2 separate regions of the Triticum aestivum genome follow, and region 2 is linked to region 1. The links are chromatin contacts, called in public Hi-C maps. All regions are on one chromosome and are shown on one strand. The core of a region is the stretch at or near the end of the contact, and the rest is flanking DNA. Distances in the headings are between cores, read along the strand shown.

Region 1 (6,951 bases), core at 3,079-5,578:
CGGTTCTAGTTGTCATAAGGTCAAGGTACAACTCCGGGTCGTCCTTTTACCGAGGGACACGGCTATTCGAATAGATAAACTTCCCTGCAGGGGTGCACCACATAACCCAACACGCTCGATCCCATTTGGCCGGACACACTTTTCTGGGTCATGCCCGGCCTCGTAAGATCAACACGTCGCAACCCCACCTAGGCACAACAGAGAGGTCAGCACGCCGGTCTAAATCCTATGTGCGCAGGGGTCTGGGCCCATCGCCCATTGCACACCTACACGTTGCGAACGCGGCTGGAAGCAGACCTAGCCTAGTGGCGTTCCAGTCCAATCCGGCGCGCGCCGCTCGGTCGCTGACGTCACGAAGGCTTCGGCTGATACCACGACGTCGAGTGCCCATAACTGTTCCCGCGTAGCTGGTTAGTGTGTATAGACCAAATGGCCAGACTCAGATCAAATACCAAGAACTCGTTAAGCGTGTTATGTTGAAGTAACCGCGGACGCCGTCCAGGGCCAGGCCCACCTCTTGCCTAGGTGGTCTCAACCTGCCCTGTCGCTCCGCCACAAAGATCCACTTGCGGGTACTCCTACGAGCCGACCCGACTTTAGTCACCACAGGTGTCATGTATAGATTATATAAGTATATACCCGTGATCACCGCCCAAGTGATCACGGCCCGATAGTATAGCACAGCAGACGGACAAGAATGTAGGGCCACTGATGGAAACTAGCATCCTATACTAAGCATGTAGGATTGTAGGTAAAGGTAACAACAGTAGTAGCAAGGACAGGCTATGCATCAGGATAGGATTAACGAAAAGCAGTAACATGCTACACTACTCTAATGCAAGCAGTATAGAGAAGAATAGGCGATATCTGGTGATCAAGGGGGGGGGGGCTTGCCTGGTTGCTCTCGCAAGTAGGAGGGGTCGTCAACTCCGTAGTCGAACTGGGCAGCAGCAGCGTCGGTCTCGTAGTCTACCGGAGAGAAGAGGGGGAAGAAACAGTAAATATAATGCAAACATAAGCATGATGATGCGTGACATGACAATGAGCGGTTCTAGGTGTGCCCTAACGCGACAGTAGGTGGTACCGACGAAGGGGGGAACATCCTGGAAAGTATTCCCGATGTTTCGCATTTTCGGACAGATGAAACGGAGGGGGAAAGTTGCGAGTTCGATATGTTAGGGATGTGTGGCAGACGAACAGGCTGCGTATGATTCGTCTCGTCGTTCTGAGCAACTTTCATGTAGAAAGTATTTTCATCCGAGATACAGATTATTTTATATGATTTTCTAAAGATTTAATCATTTTAGGATTTATTTAATCATTTTAAATCAACATTATCCAGAATAGTAAAAGATGACGTCAGCATGACATCATGCTGACGTCAGCAGTCAACTGTGCAGTTGACTGGGTCAACTACGTGTGGGTCCCGCATGTCATACACAGCTTAGTTTAATTAGGGTTTAGCTAATTAATTACTGTTTAATTAAATTAACTAATTAATTAGATTAATTTAAACAGGATTAATTAACTTAATTAATTTAGTTAATTAATTAAATTTATTTTTATTATTTGTTTTATTTATATTTTTTAATTCCTTTTTTTAAACACGTTCGGGGAGTGGGGCCCCACATGTCATAGGGCCAGGGGGCACTGGCCCAGTGGTCAGTGGCCCTGGCCATAGCGGGCAGGGGCGCACGGGCGAGCGGGTGCTGGGGCGCTGGCGGGGAGGGGGGGCGCACTGGGTGCGCAGAGGCGGGGCGGCGCGGGCGCGCGACCGAGCCCGCAAGGGCAGCGGCGGCGAGCGGGGGGGAGGCGGACAGGGGCAGCGGCAGCGGGCGCGCACACGGTGACGAACGACGGCGGCAGAGAGCATGCGGGGGGGGGGGGGAAGGCGTGGCCCCAGGCGATGCGGTGAGCGGCGGGGCCGGGCGCGGTCGGCGCGGGGCTCGGGGGGAAAGCAAGGGCGGCCGGAGCGTGGTCGAGCGGGGGAGCGTGGGCAGCGGTAGCGGCCGCGGTGACGGGCGCGAGCGCGCGCGCAGGCGGGGTCGCGCGAGGGAGAGAGAGAGGGAGCGAGGGCGCGCGGAGACGAGCGCGGCGGCGGGGCTCACATTGGGGCGTTGGGAACGGGGCAGTGGGTGTCGAGGTGGGGGACGGGGACGACGGCGGAGAGGAGAAGCAGGCCGGCGGGGGAGCGCTCCGGGGAGGCCGTCCGACGAGGAGCTCCGGCGGCGACGGCGTCCTGGCGCGGGGGCAGCGACCTCCTCCCCCGATCCCGATCCAATCGGGGAGAGAGGGGGCAGATATTTGGGGGGGGGGGGTGTGGGGGTGTCGGTGGTGAGTGGGGGAGGTTATGGGGTGCGGGGTGGGCCGCGTGGGCTGGTGGCTTGGCCCAGTTGGGCCTGTGGTCAGCTGGGCCGAAGCCCGGGGGTTTCTCTTCTTTCTTTTTTTTCTCTTTTGTATTTTCTTTTCTTTTTATTTGTTTTCTTTTCTGTTTTAAATCATTTTAAATTATCTAGGCATTTTATAAAAATATGTTTATTACACCATATTTACTTATGCAAAATATGGCACCTCCCGAACATTTTTGTTTTAAATTTTGAAAAACTTTTATTGTTGACATTAATTTGAATTTTGAAAGGGTCTGACCTAACGGTAGATTAGCAACAGTAACCATGGTGGCGTGGCACCATTAGCGTGGGATTACTGTAGCTTAGTTATCCGGGCGTTACAGACATGATCGAGGTTGGTTGTCGGAGGCGCAGTAGACGCGACCGTTGAAGTCATCGGTCCCGACTCCAAAATGGCGAGGATCAGACACGGGGTCAAGGAGGCAGCCATGGCTTCATTAGCCGGGATTGGGGATGGTGGGAAGCGGTTAGTGGCCGCGGTACGGGAGGGAGGGGGTAGCTCGGGCTGGAAGAGCAATATGAAGGAAAAATGTATTTCACATAATCCATTTTTTCAGGTGGAGTGCGCTCCAAGTGCCCACCCCAACCGCCAAATATGGAGTATCGCGAGCCGTATATAGAGTGTGTTGCATAAATTATGGTGACCAACGGCCGGATGACAACTCCACTACAATGGCCTTTTCAACCAAAATCGCCATATTGCCAGCTATTATGGCGTTCGGGCTGATATGGCGACTCTGCTAGAGTTGCTTTAGAGATATTGGTTACTAGTCTTGCCAAAGAAAAGATCAGATTTACTATAAAGATTCACCGAAAGTACAAAGCACCAAAAACATAATAAATATTACATCAAGGTCCATGGACCACCGAACGACCATTACCGCTGCCAGAATGAGCCGCCGACGGGTGGCTGTCACTGCTCCATTGCCAGAGCCGGCCTGACTGGTTAGGAACATGGTACTTTAAGAACTAAGTGGATGATCCAATTTTTTTAAAATATTGAATTTTTAGAAAACATGAACATGTTTTGAATTTTTTTCGAAAATCCAATCTTTTTTGAAAAATGCCAACATATTTGAAATAGTGATTTTTGAGAAAAAACATGATTTATTTAATTTTGAAATTCCGAAACAATTTTTCAAAATGCTAACATTTTTTGTAACCACCGAATATTTTTTGAATTTGTGAACAAAACAATTTAAAACATGAAATATATTTCGGTTTCCAAATATTTTTTGAAGAACAATTTTTTTGAAACTTCTGAATATTTTTCAAAACACAAACTATTTTTGAAAAATTGAACAACATTTAAATTTTTTAAACATTTTTGAAAACATTTAATACTTTTCAAAGAACTTTTGTAGATTGTGAAGAATTTTCGAATAATCCAAACATGTTTTTGGAAACACAAACATTTTTTGGATATTAGAACACTTTATGAAATTTGCGAACAATTTTTGAAAAACGCTAACAAATTTTAAATGTGAATAGTTTTTGAAAACATGACTTTTTTAAAGCTGTGAATATTTATTTATGAATCTTGAAAAACTTTTATATTTGGAAACATTTTAAAATGAAAAAATGAGAAAAGGAAAAAGGAAATAAAAAAACGAAAAACAATAAGGTCCAGTCATTTGCTGAGTGTCGTCGATGTGTGAGTTTGCTTGAAAAAACGACACAAAGAGCGTCATATCGGGAATTCCGTTTTGGACTGTCTCTTGAATGATGGGCTTCCTGATATGCTTCAACTACGATTTACGAATATCGAACAAAGGCCGAGCCTCCCACCGTAAGGGGATTTCCTATTGGACGTACGTTGCGTCAAAGTGTCGACCTATCGCACACCCCTCATCCGTAGTTGGGCCAACTCTTTCTCCAGTTTTCTTTTGTCTAGCGACCGGTACCGTTTCTTCTCCACCATGTTCTTCGTCACTATTCTTGCTCCTTCTCCTGCTTCTATTGATCTTTCTCTTCTCCTGCAGATCTTTCTCTTCTTCGCTAGGCTTGTAGGCGGCGAGGTGATTCTTTTCTCCTCCCTTGTGGTTTCCTATTTCCTCTCTCACAGGAAGTAACACATGGTTTGATTCATCCCTTTTTTTTTGTTGGCAGATTTGTGATAGTTTCTATAGATTGGTCAGATCCCTTAGCGCCTCTCTAGTTTCATGCTTCCCCTCATTTTTGAGGTTCCTCCCTGTGCCAATTTATCCATCATGTGATGTTTTTCTTCATGTGTACATGCCAGGTTCAGATCTAGCAGACAAGAGGTTTGATTTTGAATTCTACGGGCTGGAGGTAAAATGTTGCAACACTCTCTCTCTTTATCTTTAGCTCATATTTTAGGGCTGAACTCACTCATATGGTGTATTGTTCGGTATTTTATCAATTCGGTTTTGCTTATAGGGAAAAAAATATGTTTTGTAATAGTGTTAGTTGCAAATTAAGCAGTTGTGTTCTTGCTTAATTGTTTCATAGTGGTAGCTAGTACATGGCTGAAGCTACTTGTCTCATTTTCAACAGCACATACTATGGATGTGCGCACCCGTATTTCTTCCCAATGAAACTTTTGAGTTGAATCACCCTTATAAATGTTTTCCTCCCCTTCAATCTGTAGATCTTAACAGTCTAGTACAAATTGGCATAAATCATACCGTCGATTTTTTGAATGATTGGCATATAAAGAATGCTAGTTCTTTGCAAATTTACACATAAGTGACAGTTAGTCATAGTGGCCTGTAAATTTTGGTGAGATCCCTAGATAGCCCCAGTGAATTTGTGCACCTATATTACTTCCCACTTGAACGAAGAAAATGCAGTTTTTCACACCAACCCATTCGAGAAAAGTTGAAACCAATTTTAAATGATTCTATCTGGGTTGGCGGGCGCTTATCGCTAATTGTTGTAAGTCCGTACTCCCCATATCCTATACAGTTCTAGATACAACTTACCTAGAGTTGATTTGTTTCCCTATAGTTTGTTCTCTAAAAAATCTGCCACTTATGTTCTTTATGTATCTAGTGTATACATTATTTCTAGTGCGTCCAAGTTTAACTATATCTGATCACATCCTCCAGAGTATGTCCCAGTTGTATACAGCTTTCTCTGAATTCAATTGTAGATCTTGCTTGAGAGTGTTCTTTGAATATTCTGCAATTTTTTATACTAAAGCCTTGTATACATACTTAATGTTGTTTTCTCATTCTGTCCAAACAACTTTATTTCATCCATGAAGGGCTTTTATTCTGTAAGTTTTTCGATTTCATTTTTACCATTACTTCTACTTCTTTGTTCTCAATATGCGTTATGTTAGGTTTTTAACACACCTTATCTTTGTACTTATTCAAGTATTTCTCCTTTTCATCTCTCCGTCAAGATATCATTCCTCACCTCTGCCTGCTTGTCGCTTACAAAATGGCGAAGTTCGACCCGCACAAGGTTGACTTTGCAGGCCTTGGATGTTTCCACCAAGAAGAGTAAGAAATAGTGTTAGATGGTAAGAAATAGTGTTAGATGTCCTCAGAAAGAAAAGAAGAGTTGCCAATAGATGCTAGATTTTCTGTTAAGATGGTTTCCACTATTTTTGCTGCCGTGGCATCCCTCGAATGCACATTTACTGTGTACTAATGACATATATTTTCGCATATAAAAAGTACTGTACAATTGTGAGATGTCGTTTTCTTTGCTTTTGCTTGACTCGCCATAGTTCAGTATTGCATCACAGAAGAGAAACAAGTATGGAATAATGAACAAATTTATTTTTTCGGAAATTTGCGATTCTTCTGAACAAAATATTCATGGAGTTCTCGTTTTCTTCTGCCTTTGGCTTACATTATTGGTTGAGCGGGGATAGATTGTTGCTTCAGTTCCTTCTCTGCTTCCTCTAATATATTTAGCACTATGTAAATTATTTGCGACATAACTAGATTAGCGAACAATCTCCTATGTATTTAATAAAACATCAGCAACTTTAGGTCTATTTTATCTAATGGATAAATTCAACATCATTTCTTCCTAATGGATATATACATGCCTAGCCATCTATATTATCATGTTCAATTCTTTCCATAATAGCAATATTGGAGAATCAAAACACTAACATAACATATACGAGATAAAAATATGTGAACATATTTTGAATTCCAAGAATATTTATTCTAATTCCATGAGGATTATTTGAATGCCTTAATCATGTTCTGAATCCAGGAGCAATTTTTGTAATGATGAACATTATTTGGAATACAAGAACAACTTTTGAATTCCATGAACATTAATTCAATTGACAAACATTTTTGAATTCCATAACATTTTTTTGTTTGACTTGCACATTGTTTGGATCCACTGATTGTTTGAGTTCCAAGCACATTGTTTCAATTGATGAACAATTTTTAAATGCCTTGACATTATGAATTAGAGAACAATATTTTGAACCAATGTACATTTAAAAAAAAAATCTTAGAACATTTTTGTGTGATTTGAACAATTTTTGAATTTCAAGAGCACTTTTGAATCCAAGAATATTTTTATGCTTCAAACATTTTTTAATAGA
Region 2 (7,007 bases), core at 162-2,661, 250 kb before region 1:
GTCACGGAAAACCGAGCAAGTGATTTCGGCCGGCCCAAATATATTTTGGTTTTGGGAAGCTTCTAGAGGATTGCCAGCCGTTTTTTACTGGTTTTGGGAACCTTCTAGAAGTGCTGAACCGGTTGTTATTTTTCCTTTCTATTTTCCGTTTTTATTTTTCTTTATTTTTCTTTTTCTGTCCTTTTTTTTCTGTTTCTTTTATTCTTTTATTCTTTTCACTTTTTGTTTCTTTTTCTGTTTTTTCTTTTTCGAGTTAATTTTCCTTTTAAATATTTTTTGACAATTTAAAGTGTTGTTCAAATTACATAAAATGTTCCTACTTTTAAAATTTGTTCACATATTCAGAAAATGTTTCACTTTCAGAAATTGCACAGGAATTTCCAAAAATATTCCTGTTTTCAATATTTGAAAAAATGTCCAGGAATTCCAAAAATGTTCCTCCTTAAAAGATAATTCACAATTTGCAAAAATATTCATGGTTGAAAAAATGTTCAGCAATTTCCAAAAACGTTTGCGGTGTCAAAATTTGATCAGAATTTCAAAAGATGCTCACATTTTAGAAAAATGTTCAACAATTTTAGAAAATGTTCACGGTTTCAAGTTTTGTTATGAATTTCGTGTCCATTTTCTAAAAAAATGTACGCAAGTTGAAAAATGTTTGCGGTTTCAATTTTTTGATCAGAATATCTGAAATGTTTCTTTTTGCAAATATTAGTTCACAAATTAAAAAAATATCACGGTTTCAAAATTTGATCAGAATTTCAAAAGATGTTCGCATTTCATAAAAATGTTCGACAAATTTAGAAAATGTTCACGGTTTCATTTTTTGTTAGGAATTTCGTGAATTGTTCCATTTTCTAGAAAAAAATGTTCACAAGTTGAAAGAATGTTCGTTGTTTCAATTTTTTGTTTGGAATATCTGAAATGTTCCATTTTTTCAAATATTTGTAAACAAATTAAAAAAAACGCTGTTTTAAATTTGTTCAAAAGTTTTAAAAACAATTTTCGACTTTTTTGTTCACATATTCCAAATTATGTTCTTGTCTCCGAAGTTTTATTCAGTAACTCAAAAAATGGTCGAACTTTTTCAAACTATACATTTTCAAAAAAGTTACACTTACGTTGACTACAGTAACTAACTCGTGTCTAGTTCCAGTTCGCCCCAGTAACCCAGTCCGTTTATAGTTCTTTAAGCTCTCGGTCACTGTTCTGTTTACGATGCTTGTCTAGTGGGGTGGCTATGAACACGTGATGGCAGGCAGTAGGTCACCAGTTCGAATCCTGTAGTTGCTTGCGTCGTTTTGTTTTTTAGCTCTCTTTTTCGTTTCGCGGTACAGCTCGATGGGCCGGCCATGTCGGGCTGTCGCCTGTGCGTGGCACCACCAGTTTAACGCAAAGAGCGTCTAATAAGGGCTCCCCTAGGTCACTCACAACAGCATGGAGAGAGTGTTACGGCTTGTTGTCATGTCGCATGTCCTGGTTTATGGGCCAAATACAATACTGCGACTACCCTAGTGGCCCGGTACAGAATCCTATATGATGTCTGCGCACGTTGTCGAGGCTTCACTGAAGACTCCTACAGACCGACCGGTCCATGTAGCCTCTGTTAATTTTTTTAATTTTCTCTTTTCAGATTGAAATTTTTATGTTTTCTTTTTTTTTTTTGCACATTTTCTGTTTTTATACTCTTTGCATAATATGCTGAACTTATTTTTAATATACGGTGAACCATTTGTAGAAATACACACTGAACTTCATTTTGTATATGGCTAACATTTAACAAATACACATTGATCATTTTTTTAATGTATGATGTACATTTTTGTAGTATACATTGGTTTTTTTAATATACTACAGACTTTTCAATTATAAGATGTATATTTTAATACACACTGAACAAATTGCGAATATATGGTGATTTTTTTATTACACAGAACTTTTTTATAATATACATACTGAAGAATTTTTTTTAAAAATATTTCTATTTGTAATAAATTTTTAAAATGTCTAGGTCCTAAAAAACAAAAGCCAATATTTTTTGGTCTGAAAAATAGACTAAAAGAAAAAATAGAATGTAAATAAATAACCGCTCGCGAGCAGAGTGGGCAGCCCATTTTGGCCTGGCTTCGACGAAGCCTCTTCTATTTGCCTCATGCGGGCGTGTGTCGGTGTACTAAAACAAGAGTGCATTAGTCCCCTGACTTGTGCACAGGCAGTGGTAGCCTTCCCGACGCAAGCCTTGCCGGAGGATGACTCCAAACAAGATACAAGACTTGGTTGACAAAACCATGAAGTAGACATTGAAGCAGGTGATCAAGAAGTATTAAGATAGTAGTGGAGATCAGGATTCAAGTTGCCGGCAAGCTACATGCCGCCAAGAGAAGACCCGGCAAGCTCCACGCCGGCAAGCTCCCATTACCTTGTCACCGCTCCACCTCAGCGATCAGCCCGTCGCTTGTCAAATAGGTGTCGAGCGGCCACGTAGTTAGGTGAGGTTTGTCTGGGCATGTGTCAGCATGCCACCAAAGAGATCAACTTTAATGACATCCGTCCCTGGAGCATGTCAAGACAATATGAGGTAGCTGGACAAATGACACAGAAGGAGAGACCCTTCTTGCCAGAGATCATCACCAGCGCAACACCTCATAGCGCATTTAATGCTTTTGTCCTAATCCGGCAGAGTTAGGTATCATAGCACTGTAGCCACTATTCACTTCATGTAATTAGCATTTTACCATTGTGGTGACACCTTGATCTATAAAAGGAGACCCACTACTACCTTTTCAAAGGTCGAGACTTTGCTCATTTTACACGCGTAGCAACACTTCCTACACACCTTGCCGGCAAGCTGCGCTCCTTGTAATTAGAGCTCATACACTCTCAATACACTAAAGCAGGAGTAGGGTTTTACACCTCATGGTGGCCCAAACCTGGATAAATCGCATGTGTGGATCACTGACTCTGCTCTTTGTGTGTGTGGATCCCCACAATCAAAGCCCAGATCGATGTAAAATCCCTCCGTGATCGATTCCCCCTCCGGCAGAGTGCCATAAAAGGCCTCCAAATGGGATCGCAGAAGAACAGAAGCTTGCGGCAGCAGAAAAAATATTTCGGGTGGCTCTCTGGTATTTTGGGAATATTTTGGAATTTATAAAAGTGGAATTGGGTTAAACGGAGGTGCATGGGGCCCACGAGCTCAGGGGACGCACCCTATGAGCTCGCGGCTCTCTCCTATCTTTTCTAGACTCCTCTCGAACCTTCTAGGTCTCCTTTTGGTCCAAAAGAAATCACCGTAAAGTTTCATTGTCTTTGGACTTTGTTTGGTACTGATTTTCTGAAAAGCCAAAAACAAGCAAAAAAACAGAAACTGACACTAGGAACTGGGTTAATAGATTAGTTCCAAAAAATGATACTCCCTCCTTTTTTGTATACAAGGCCACTATCTCAGATTACAGGTACCAAGGTAGAATTTAATGTGTGCTTTGCCATCCAACTCTTCTTTTCGTTTACCATGAACATTAACACCCTGCGTGAAAAATCCTTCGATAATCCTACGCATTTTTCTCCCCGCGCGAACAACAAGCAAACTCCCTCACTCCCGTCAAGCCGTCTCCACCTGTAGCCCAGACTCCGATGCCACTGCCTCCACTAGCCATAGGAGAAAAGATGGGATGGACGAGGAAGGAAAAGGAGAAGAGCAGACGCAAGCAATGAATAGGAGATGACGGATGTCTAGCAGAAAGTAGCTAGCGTCATTATCACAGCATGCATGCATGCAGTAAACTGGTTTGCTCGTACGAGGAAACATTATTGTTTTTACCTCGTTTAGTGTTGGTGACCTTCAGTAGTGCAGAAAAGCCTAGTTATGGCGTGCCAAAAACAGCTTTGCTGGCGTGGAAGGTCGAAGCCACCAATATGGCGCCATTGTTAAGAAATAATGGTGGCGTTGGAGGCTAGTTAGTAGTATCCTACGTGGTGCTGGCATGCCACGTTTGCAACGCCACCACTATATTCACCCACCTAGCGACCCACAATGTAATTTGCACGCCACGAACGTTTCGTGCAGCAAAAAACGACACCGTGTAACATTTAGCATTTCACATTAAAACTAAGCACATATACAACATTACATAGTAGAACAATACCAGATAATAGAACATTATGAGTTAATATTTAAGTGGCAATCTCACAAAAAGTACGACCTCGTATTAGTTAGATCTCACTAACATTACCGGTTAATAGAACACTACGAGCTAAAACACTAGTAGATAGCGCTAATACATAAGTAGTTAATTTAGTATCTATGGCCTCGCCACACGCATAGTTCTAAATGAGGTCGATGACGATCATCATTCTCAAGTCATGGCGCCGGGTGTTTCTGATGGTGACTAAGATGGCATGTCTAACCTGGAGATTCTTGCCAGCAAGGAAGTTGTTCCACCCCGCGGCGCTGAAGACAGTGCGACCGTCCATGTCCACTACGTAAGCACAATTGGTGATGTAGTGTGTAGTAATGTGATATGCTTAGTGTAGTAATGCTGTGATATGCTTAGTGTAGAATTTGATGATATGCTTAGTGTGTAGTAATGTGATATGTATAGTGTAGTAATGTTGTGATATGCTTAGTGTAGAATTTGATGATATGCTTAGTGTGTAGTAATGTGATATGTATAGTGTAGTAATGTTGTGATATGCTTAGTGTAGAATTTGATGAGATATTTAGTGTAGTAATGTGATATGCGCTAAGACGTAGTCCAACAATGCCTGCTTCATCCGGCTCGATGCCACAACTCTTACTTAGCCTCTTAGGTAATTTCTGAAAAAAACATATATGATAAATGAGCATGTCACATTACTACACTAAGCGCATATCACATTACTACACTAAATGTATGATCAAATTCTACACTAAGCATATCACAACATTACTACACTAAGCATATCACATTACTACACACTAAGCATATCACAACATTACTACACTAAGCATATCACATTACTACACACTAAGCATATCACAACATTACTACACTAAGCATATCACATTACTACACACTAAGCATATCACAACATTACTACACTAAGCATATCACATTACTACACACTAAGCATATCATCAAATTATACACTGAGCATATCAGAACATTACAACACTAAGCATATCATATTACTACACACTAAGCATATCATCAAATTCTACACTAAGCATATCACTTCATTACTAATTAAGCATATCAAATTTCTACACTAGGTAACATACCATGACATGGCGGTTAATATTTGTCCTGTCAAGCGGATCACGAATGGCATCCCAACGTAGTCGTCACGTGGAGGAAGTATGTACCAGAGGTTACCTGATTCGTCCTCGCTCAGCTTGATTCCTTGGGCATAGAGGGCTTCATCAAGTGGGTCCTCATCATCTTCGTCCTTCGAGTTGAGGTAGATAATAGCCAGCCTTGGAGTTTGTCTTCTGAAGGAGAAGCTGACGAGTTCACCCCCAGTGAGATGCATGTGGGCGATGAAACGACCCCATTCATATCCTCCAATCTGAGACATCTTTCGCCCCTTGTGGACCTCCATAGTGTAAGGCCCCCCGGTAGCGTCGAAGATCACAGTGTCTTCGGTAATGAGCTCATTGAACTCCAATATCACATTACAAGGGACGATTTGTGTAAGAAAAAAAACACATTGCATTACTAGATATAGCAACAAAAACAAAAGAACTAATTGTTAGAAGGTTCATACAGTGTGTTACCGCTGCAGGAACAAAACACGGCTGGAAGTAGATGTCCAACATCGTGTCACTTGCAAGGCTGGTTGCGCACCTTGACTTGCACACTGGACATGGTGGCGGCTGCTCCATTCTACACAAAATATAATTGAAACTAAGTATATAATCAGTTTGTACACTAGTAAATCAATTTCTTCTAAACATAATTGGAGTTTATTTTACACAAAACATATTGAAAACATAAAAAAACTAAGTATATAATTCTACACTAGTAATTGTATACACAAATAAACAAAATCCACGGAGAGAGATACAAATAAAAAAATTCTACATTAGTAATTTATAGGAGTTCATTTTATTTTTTTTGCGCATAAGGAGTTCATTTTATTTATTCCTAATAATCTGGACACTCAAAATATATCTAATCAAAATGCATTATAAATATCAGATTCTACACAATAGCACTTGGATTATCACTAAAATTTCTACACAAAGAAATCCATGCAACTAACTTTGGATTTACATCACACAAAGCCATCTATGATATATACTAAAATTTCTACACAAATTAAAGCAATCCCCTAAATCAACTACATGAACCCCAATGGATCCCGTGTGGCGTGTCCGCGGACGGAGGACATGGGAGTAGAGAGGAAGGAGATGCGACGGGAGGAGGGGTGGATCAAACCTTGGTGACAGCCGGCGAGGGGAGACGACGGAGCGACGACAACGGTGGTGGCGGCTTTGGTCAAGGGGGAGAAGTGTATACGGCCGGGTGGGTGTGAAATGAGAAGGCGGTGACTTAGGTCTTTACTAAGTTGATTCAGGTGGGCTATTGTTGGCGTCGGACTAAAGATCAACACCATACCTAATGATAGCCCAAATAAAAAAAGACTAAGATTACTGAAAGACTTAACAAAATAAAAGACTCAAAATTAGAACTGGTGGTAAAGAGATAAAAGTTCTAAAATGATAAAAACTGTAAAAATAATGATGTCAATAAATAAAATATAAAAAATTTATTATTTTGTGACTAGTATAATCGCTAAATACTTACAACATTTGATAAAATGGAAAAATTGGTTCTGGCGTGCATAGAAAACAAACGCTAGTACTAACAAATTAACTATGGCGTGCATAAAAAACCAATGACACCATTATATTCCAAATGGTGAGTACATATGGGCCAACAAATTTGTGGCGTGTCTAGAAAAAGCAACGCCAGCACTAAACATGTAAAGCTGACGTGCTAATTTGGCCGACAACAACACTATTT

Evidence for each region. A called contact is a pair of places that touch in the nucleus more often than the background predicts.
Region 2: a contact with region 1 is called in a Hi-C map of an unstated tissue, with 8 times the contacts expected there. The contact joins the enhancer-like site here to the promoter of LOC123055793 in region 1. A contact is called at or near these places in 3 of 5 Hi-C or Micro-C datasets (leaf and an unstated tissue).

The regions. Positions count from the first base shown.
Region 1 is chr2D:381,270,619-381,277,569 of IWGSC CS RefSeq v2.1, reverse strand. It overlaps LOC123055793, which reads left to right and starts at 4,328. Exons shown (of 4, transcript XM_044479648.1): 1 at 4,328-4,426; 2 at 4,518-4,700; 3 at 5,638-5,649; 4 at 5,779-6,129. The coding sequence starts at 4,328. The coding sequence ends at 5,889.
Region 2 is chr2D:381,515,260-381,522,266 of IWGSC CS RefSeq v2.1, reverse strand. No RefSeq gene overlaps it. Among protein-coding and RNA genes, the nearest start is that of LOC123053271, 230 kb to the right of the region's middle. Within about 2 kb of position 1,411, at least 4 of the 8 cell types and tissues checked have an H3K27ac peak or open chromatin away from gene starts, as enhancers often do.